2 separate regions of the Hordeum vulgare genome follow, and region 1 is linked to region 2. Evidence: chromatin contacts called from public Hi-C data. All regions are on one chromosome and are shown on one strand. Each heading gives the region's core, a stretch centred on a gene start, on an enhancer-like site or on the middle of the called end of the contact. The rest is flanking DNA. Distances are from core to core; before and after follow the strand shown.

Region 1 (4,605 bases), core at 1,296-3,795, 140 kb after region 2:
AGAATTTGATCATCTGATGGGTCAACAATTTCTCAAAGTTTTTTATTTAATTATTTTATATACTTATGCTTATTAATTTTTAGGCCGTTGTTATAGATCAGCCGACTGATCCCTGCATAGGATCAGCCGCCTCGCCGGCCACTTGATCTTTGCTTCAGGAGGCGTTATTAGCCGTGGGATCCACCGCAGCCACTCAGCTTTTTTCCTTTACATGGTTTCTGATGATGTGATTGGATAGGAAATGGACGAGCCCACGGGACTGCTTTAGGTGTTTTTTATTCTCACTCTACAAAAGCAAGCTAGTTTGCCTTCTTTACAATGAATCTAGCTATTTTGCTTTGCAAGAACCATTTTCTTCGAACTACTTCAAAATGACTAATATTAATTAACAAGTTGTCTATGATCGGGGTCGCAGCATCACGATTCGTGAAAAAAAAGAATGCTATGTGCCGGTCGACTGGTCTCTTCAAAAAACGATCAATCATGATCCGTCGCATCATAGCATCCGATCCAACTAACAAGGTTTATTACATGGATCATGTTATGTCGAAGATTCATAACATGAGTCATGTTGCGTTCAGTATATCATAATATTTGTAGGTATGTGGGCACTAAATGCTAATTTATTGTAAAAAAAACCATTCAAAAAATGACCGCAACATAACAAGTTAATTCATGTCGTGTAACAACAATGAAATCACATTGGAACTCTACCCCTAGAAAAATACGCATAATCGCCGCATGTTATTTGGGGAACGATTCATTGTAGCAACAACACACATTGCAAGACCACAACTAGCTTTGCAACATGGTGCTCTGCTTTGTAAAGAAGATAGTGGTGCTTGTTTGCAGCAGCGCGTGCTAGCCTTGCAATATCTAATGTTCAGCTTACATTGTTGCGTTAGTCGTTTCACCTGTGCCGCGTTGGTCGTTTAGCCGTGACCCATCATTTGCAACACATCACATGCTGCGTTCGAGGGTTTGCAACATGACACATGTTGTGTTTACGTTGCAAACACTCCTTGATCATCACAACTTATTATATTCGGTTGCAATATGAGCCATGTTATGCTCGACGGTTTGTAACATGGTCCATGTTGTGCTCGGGAGTTTCCAACATGATCCGTGTCATGCTTGTGTTGTAAATACTCCACGATTGTGCAAGCGTTTTCACCATTTGCATCATAGCCCATGTTGCACTCGAGGGTTTGCAACATGACCCAAGGTTGCAAACACTACTTGGCCGTCTAAGCGTTTCCTAACCGTCCGCAACATGCCCCATGTTGCACTTGTGTTGCAAATACTCCATCGATTCCCAAGATTTTTTTGACCATTTGCAAGATGACTCAAGTTGCACTCTGGGGTTTGCAACATTGACCCAAGTTGCGCTCGCATTGCAAACACCCTTTTGACCTAGTCTTTGCAGTGTTACGCGTACGGGTTGCAATGACGTGTGTTCGGCTTTAAGTGTCGTCGGTCGGCTTGCAACATCATAACTTCGACTTGCAGGAGCACCACAACATCGCCGTTCAACTTTGCAAGGAGGAAAAATATGACGGTGAACCGTTGCAACATTCGAATGTTTTTGGCTTTGCACCCGTGGGGTTGGCCTTGCAGCATCACATGTCATGCGTGCAGCAGCGGATCAACTTGGCGTTCTTTATCCTTTTTAAATAAAAATATTGTGTTCTATATTCCCACTTTTTGTTTCATTGCTTCTATATTTCTATTAAACAAGTTTAAAAATTATTTATTAAATTATAATTAGAAGAGAGACATGGCATTAGACAAATGGTGATGGCGTGCAAGCGATGTGGTGATGGGTGGCAATGCAACGATTGCATGCAAAGACCGGCAGCAGAAAAGCAGCATCATCCGAACGAATTGTTTTTTAACTTATTAATACTCAACAAGAGAGAACGCCCTAAAGGGACCCACGTGGTTGGGAGCAGAGCGTGACAGCTCAATCCAGTCGTTGGTTTGTTTTGCGACTGGACGGCCCGATACGTGGTTGATTTTCGGAAGAAATCAGCCAGCTAATTTTAAGCGTTTTTCTATTTTTTTTAAGGCCTCCCAATTAATGAAGGTATTTAAGTTATAACTGAACCATTCGATTTTGACCAGTCAACAACTTTTCAAGCTTTTCCATTCAATTCTTTTAATTCGCTATGTTTTTTAGTTCTTCCAAATTCTAAGCAAAAATATCGACATCCAATATTAAACAAAAATGTATGAAAATTCATTTCAAGGTTAGTCTAAAAATACCAATTTGATATTATAAATTTCGATATATTTCTTTATGCAAATTTAGTCAAACTTAAAAGGTTCAACTTTCAGAAAATAATTCTCTTACATTATAAAACAAAATGACTAATTTTTTTTAAGAAACTCAGCAACACCAGTGACACCGCAAAGCTTGCCAAACCTTTCTAGTGTAACCTAACGTGCACAGCGCAATTGGATCGATCAATAATACACCTCATGTCCATTATCAAGGGCCGACCAAGGGACCATGGCCCCCCAAATCCCCCGTACTACAAATGCAACCATACCACAGTGTTTTTAATTATAAACAAACCAACAAACCCAAACGTGCTGCATCAACAGTGAGATACGTAGTAGCAAGCACTGTTGTCTTCCACTCATCCCGGCCATGGTTTGCTTCAAGCTCAACCCCACGTCCTTTGCGCTCGCCGCAGCCGTGGTCGTCATCCTGGCGGTGGCGGCGCCGCGGCCAGCGGCCGGGGCGTCGGCGCACCTGCACGTGTACATGCACGACGTGCTGGGCGACAGCGCGATGATGGTGGTGCGCGGCCCGCGGGGCAACTTCGGCAACACGGTGGTGATGGACGACGTGCTGACGGAGGGCACGTCGGCGTCGTCGGCGGCCGTGGGGCGCGCGCAGGGGCAGTACATCGTCGCCTCCTCCAAGGGAGGGTTCGAGCTGATGGTGACGATGAACGTGGTGCTCACGTCGGGGACCTACGCGGGGAGCTCGGTGACCGTGATGGGGCGCGACGACACCGGCGTGGCGGTGCGTGAGCTGCCGGTGGTCGGCGGCACGGGGCAGTTCCGTATGGCGAAAGGCTACGTGCTGTGGAAGACCGTCCGCCCCGACCTGCTGGAGCTCGACATCTACGTCAACCCGTGAGCCACTGCCTGCCCACTCGGGCGATTCAGCGTGCATGCGTCGTCAGCGACCTGTGGCAACAGTACATAAGTGTTGCACGTGGTCGTTCGGAATAAAATGAGTGTTGCACCTTGTGTTACAAAGCGCTATGTGGATGTTTGTGGTATTTGTGTGTGTCTGTGTGTGTGTTTCTTGGATCTTGTCATTCTTTTGTTGGTCTATAAGTGCAACGGATTGTGAGCACCTGTCATATGTGCCTGCTGCTTGTTTCAATCGCCGCCCACCTCCGATATATTCCATTTTGTGTACAAATATTGACTTTCTTTTTTCTTTTTTTGACATGCAGCCCACTAAGCATGCAACATGCACCGAAAAAGGTACACCACAACATGCAACCATGCATAAAAAACCTCATCTCAACTTACATGCATGGAAATTTCCATTCTACTCCCTTCGTTTCGAAATTTAAATATTTTTAGATATTTTAATATAAACCACGTACAAAGCAAAATAAATGAATCTACACTTCAAAATACGTTCATATACATCTATATGTAGTTCGTATTAAAATATCTAAAAAGACTTAAATTTAGAAACACATGGGAGTATTATGCTATTTATACTTAATAAATATTTTGCAACTATATAATAATCAAACAAATAAATCATATATATTTTGAGTTTTAGTTCGCATATTATAGATCTAGTTCATGTTTCGTAAAATTAAATCTCATTACCCAAGGATTGTGAGTACTCGCCTCCTTGGGGGCTTCGCCGCTTGAGAGAGGCATCCACGTTTTCTGTTTCGGGCGCGCCTCTCGGCGATGCCTCCCTCGCACGCTTCGCGCCATCCAATATCTATGGCTGCCCTCCACCCTGCAGATTTTCCTCGGGGATCCACAACAGGTGTGATGTGATTGCGGATCTACCAGCAAGTACGGTCGTCCTATTTCTATTACTTCGGATGGGTTGTGGGCGCACCGGGGCCACTTTCCTGTAGGGTTATCATCGCACCCATGGGCACCATATTGTATGACAGGTGGGTGTGGGCCTGGTTGTCAGCGACATTCGCACATATAGGTTGCGTCCCTCGCATGAGCCGAGCATACGCATGTGCGAGGCTCGGGGTGAGCGTTGTCTGTGTTAGAATAGTAAGAGAGGCAATCGAGAGAGATGTAAAGTGAACCATTGTCTTTATTGATGATTGAGTACAAGTATTTATAGTCCCGAGAGGATGCATCCAACAGACGCGATGGTCCGGAGAGACACGAGCGAAGAGTCGCCTCCCTCGTGCATGGCGGTTAGGGGATAGTGGAGATTCTCCTTAATACATGTGTTAATTAGATCTCAACACTCCCCCTAATTCATGCTATCCTTGTACACATTATAATCTTAAAAGCTCCTCCAAAACACTGTGAGAAAATGTGAGGAGTATAATATTTGATCTGTTGCCAAAACTCTTCAAACCCAGTGGG
Region 2 (4,039 bases), core at 1,439-3,938:
TAAATTGTTTCGCGGCGATGAAAGACTTGGACGTCCAAGTCTATTTGTTATAAACTAGCGCTGAAAAAGCGCGGCGGCACGCCGCGCCCGTTGCATACATATACAAAGTAATACAGTGGAAGGCATTGACTGTTTGTCACGGGATTGTCTCCATACCTCGGAGCCATGGTGTGCAATATTATTTGAGGAACATGTTAGTTGAATATGCTTTTTTCCATTAAGCACAAAGTAAAAAAAAACGCATATGCAATCTCTTAATTCATTGGTTTGGCAGGTGCACTCACCGTGTAGTCACTTAGTTTCATAGGTTTTTTAGTTGGGTTCCTATTACCAAGGAGTGCAGAGCCAGCTAAAGACCAAAACAACAAAGTTCTTAGAGCTCGTACTTAAATTTGATTAACTACATTTTACCTTTTGGATTGAAATATACGCAGAGCCAGCTAAAGACCAAGGTTTGGAACTTCATCAGCAACTTAGCATAACATGGGTCTCTTTTAAGCAATTATATAACGGAATACAAAAAGTAAAAACAACATTAGAACATCTGGACTACAAAGGCACGGTCCTGTATATAGTGATAGAACTTCACACAAAGGAATAACAACAGTAAGCTTACAATTTTGTTCTCTTCTTTTGAAGTGGAGCTTTGTAGATTAAAATAAAGCATCTTATAATCAACCAGAAGTTGGTTCTGTACGGAGGTGGAACTGTATTTTATAAGACGCCTTAACTCAAACACATGCATGAGCCATTGCATTAGCAGGTTGACAAATCCTCAAAATTTAGTAGTATGCAGGAACGACGAAGAGTCTCCAACTTCCAAATTAGTATTGCGAAGTTTAGACATATTGTGCACTGCATTTTTCAACATAGAAATCATAACTAAACAGTCAAGACTCCAGAATGATGGGATAAATTGCAACTGAGAAATGTACTTTTAGGTTTTAAAGTCAAGCAATAGTTTCAGCTTCTTCAGCCTCGAGTCATAGCATTGTATAGAAGACCAGTCCGACAATATGATAGACCCATCAGAATTACAGCAGTAGCATCATAACCTGCATCCAAATTGAGATTAAATTATAAAATGGTATACTCCATTGAAAACTCTGAAAAAAAGATTAGCAGTTCTGTATGAAGAAATAAATCCATCTGCTCCAAGTTCTATACAGGTAACCCGTGCTTAAATTATTATCGTACTGCTCGTTGATAAAACACCCCAAAATTAGAAAATTTCTTCTCTTCTGTTTGAGAAGTAAGATAGATTAGTTATCATGTTACTATATAACTTGAAGAGAATACATATGGAAAATCATGGAGATTTCAAGAAATGCAACATCTATATAATTAAATCCATTAGATCTAATCGCCTAGTCCACAAAAAAATCCTCAGCACTGAAAAAATTGAGGACAACTACAAAACTATGTTTTCTACTGATGTGAATGAAACAATATGTATCTTCATTTCCTCATGCTGATCAATGTCCTGATTCTCTAATTTTACCGAGACCCGTGTGGAAATAATAGATCCGAAAGAAAATAGAAGGAAACATACCTTGGTGTTGCTTTCACCATATAGTTCTTAGCTTGCTGCCATCGGCTTACAGCTGTTTATTGCGGCTTGCTGGGTGTCAGGAAAGGAGCAGGCGAGGTGGACGACAGCGGTAGCATCAGCTATCCTCCTCGCACAGGCGCGTACACCAAGTAGGAGGAGCGCGGGGATGGAGTGGTTGTGGATGGAGGTACCTGAATCTCTGAATCGAAGAACTGAAATAAGGTTCAGTTAGTACATTTGGCTAACAGTAAGGGCCTTAGCTCTATAGTGAAGTGAACAACGTTAGCAGCATGATAGCAATTTTTCATACCTTTGCTTACTTATTTGGGACTTGCGCTATCATGATCAGGTTAACAAAACTTTTGCCACTCCTGCCTCCTCCTCCTCTTTCGAGATAAGTGGCCAGCAGTGCAGGCCTCACAGGACCACCAAGAGTGTCGAGTTGCTCGTGGCCGGATGTGGTAAGACGGCGCGGCTGACCTGACTGGGAGGTGAGAAGCGAGGCAAAGCGGGGCGGTGGTGACACCAGAGGAACGACACGGGGTAGTGAAGGGGTGGGCGGTGCCGACCATGACGTCTCGGGAAATAGGTAAATCAAATCCGAGGGATCCGAACACGCTGGCGCAGGGGTAGTCAGTGTAGGGGCTGACGGCGAGGTGCGGTGGCGGCGGCAACTTGTGCATGGTGTTGTGTAGGGAAGAGGGTTGTGAGGGTGTTTTTTAGATGAAGAGGGTTGTGCGGTGTCAGCAACACCTAGAAACATCCTAGACGGTGGTGTGATAGAGAACTATGACATGTAGACACCAAAAGATCACTATGCCCCTCATCGTCAAATCCCCATAGGAGACAGTAAAAAAAATCAAAAAAAGAAGAAAATGCAAACGCTTGTCGGTTTAGTATTGTTACTAATTACGTTAGCTGAGGATGATAAGTTTGATTGATGAGCATGATGTGTCCGTCGCAGTTTATCCTTTTGCCCGAAATATAAAGTACCATGAAAGGCATTCGATTTGAGATGAGCCTTGCAGTTCATTTATTTTATTATTTTCCACTAAAAGAACAAGAGAAAGGCAACAACAACGCCGGTACATTTTGGTACATGTGGTGTTGGTGGCGGGGCCGTTGACGGTTGAGCACGTCTTGGCAGCTGATTTTCCACTTCATGTGCTTTCCTGTTGATCGCTTCAACACAACACTGCTGCTCCTCCATAATTTAACACTAAACAAACCAAACCAAACCAATTTCATCATCATCGCCGCCGCCACCACCACCATCATCATCGCCATCATCTTCTTCTTCTCCAAACAACAAATCAGCGCTTCGCCAATCCCACCCCACCCACCGCCCGCCTGCTCCTCTCCCTCCCTCCCTCCGCTTTCCGCCTTCTTGATGCAACAGCCAGTCCTGCGATTTCAGTAGCCAGGAGGAAGGAGAAAGGGGACAGGCGCCGGGATCCCGACAGGAGATCCTGCTCGCCTAGCCTTTGCTGTTTGAGGCGGAGAGATTGTAAGGGCCGAGAGAGAGAGAGAGAGAGGGAGGGAGGGAGATGTCTCGTGGCGGCGGCTACGGGGAGATGGGGCAGAAGATCGACTACGTGTTCAAGGTGGTGCTCATCGGCGACTCCGCCGTCGGCAAGTCGCAGCTGCTGGCGCGGTTCGCGCGCAACGAGTTCAGCCTCGACTCCAAGGCCACCATCGGCGTCGAGTTCCAGACCAAGACCCTCCAGATCGACAACCGCACCGTCAAGGCCCAGATCTGGGACACCGCGGGACAAGAGAGGTACTACTCTACTTAAATCACTAATCACTAATCAAACCCACCATCAATTTACTCTTATCTTCTTGTCTGGTTCTCTAGTTATGGTTATGAATGAACTAGGATTGCTGAGTGGGAAAGTGATGGATTTGTCATTGTACTGTCTCTGGGGAAACGACGGCCTTGTTGGTTGCTCTGTGTGCGCAAGCGCAATTATGATGGAATTGATCCACTGTCTGCTGCTTTAAAAGGAAATTATTGTTTGCTCTCATGACCTGTCCTCAGCTGAAAATTATGTTTAGAATTGGCATACGGAGTACTACTACAGATGTTACGCACTGTCTGTTCATTTACAACAACACAAATGTCTCCATGGTAACAAATTTGATGTTTGTGCGGTCCAAATGTGGATCAGGCAGTTGCATCAGAATATCTTGCCTTACATTTTGACACCTATCAGAACTTACAGTTACCTAGTTTTATCATATACTCCTTACGTACCTAAATATAAGACCTTTTAGAGATTTTACTACTTTAGAGCGTAGGTTCACTTATTTTACTTCGTATGTAGTCCATAATGCAATCTCTAAAAAGGTCTTATATTTTGGAACGGAGGGAGTAGAATTATGTTTTTTCAGTTAGGGGTAAGATTATAATCTGCCGAAAATCTTGAACCAATCTCTCAGGAATACAACACAGAAGAAGTAGATTGCACATTCAGCAGGTCAGAT

What was found. A called contact is a pair of places that touch in the nucleus more often than the background predicts.
Region 1: a Hi-C map of seedling shows a contact between it and region 2, with 4 times the contacts expected there. The contact joins the promoter of LOC123397171 here to the promoter of LOC123452574 in region 2. A contact is called at or near these places in 2 of 6 Hi-C or Micro-C datasets (leaf and seedling) and 1 of 1 datasets of contacts at active chromatin or transcription factors (embryo).

What each region holds. Positions count from the first base shown.
Region 1 is chr5H:374,226,212-374,230,816 of MorexV3_pseudomolecules_assembly, forward strand. It overlaps LOC123397171 (dirigent protein 2-like), which reads left to right and starts at 2,546. Exons shown (of 1, transcript XM_045091822.1): 1 at 2,546-3,403. The coding sequence starts at 2,654. The coding sequence ends at 3,151.
Region 2 is chr5H:374,082,279-374,086,317 of MorexV3_pseudomolecules_assembly, forward strand. It overlaps LOC123452574 (ras-related protein RGP1), which reads left to right and starts at 2,689. Exons shown (of 2, transcript XM_045129251.1): 1 at 2,689-3,332. The coding sequence starts at 3,100.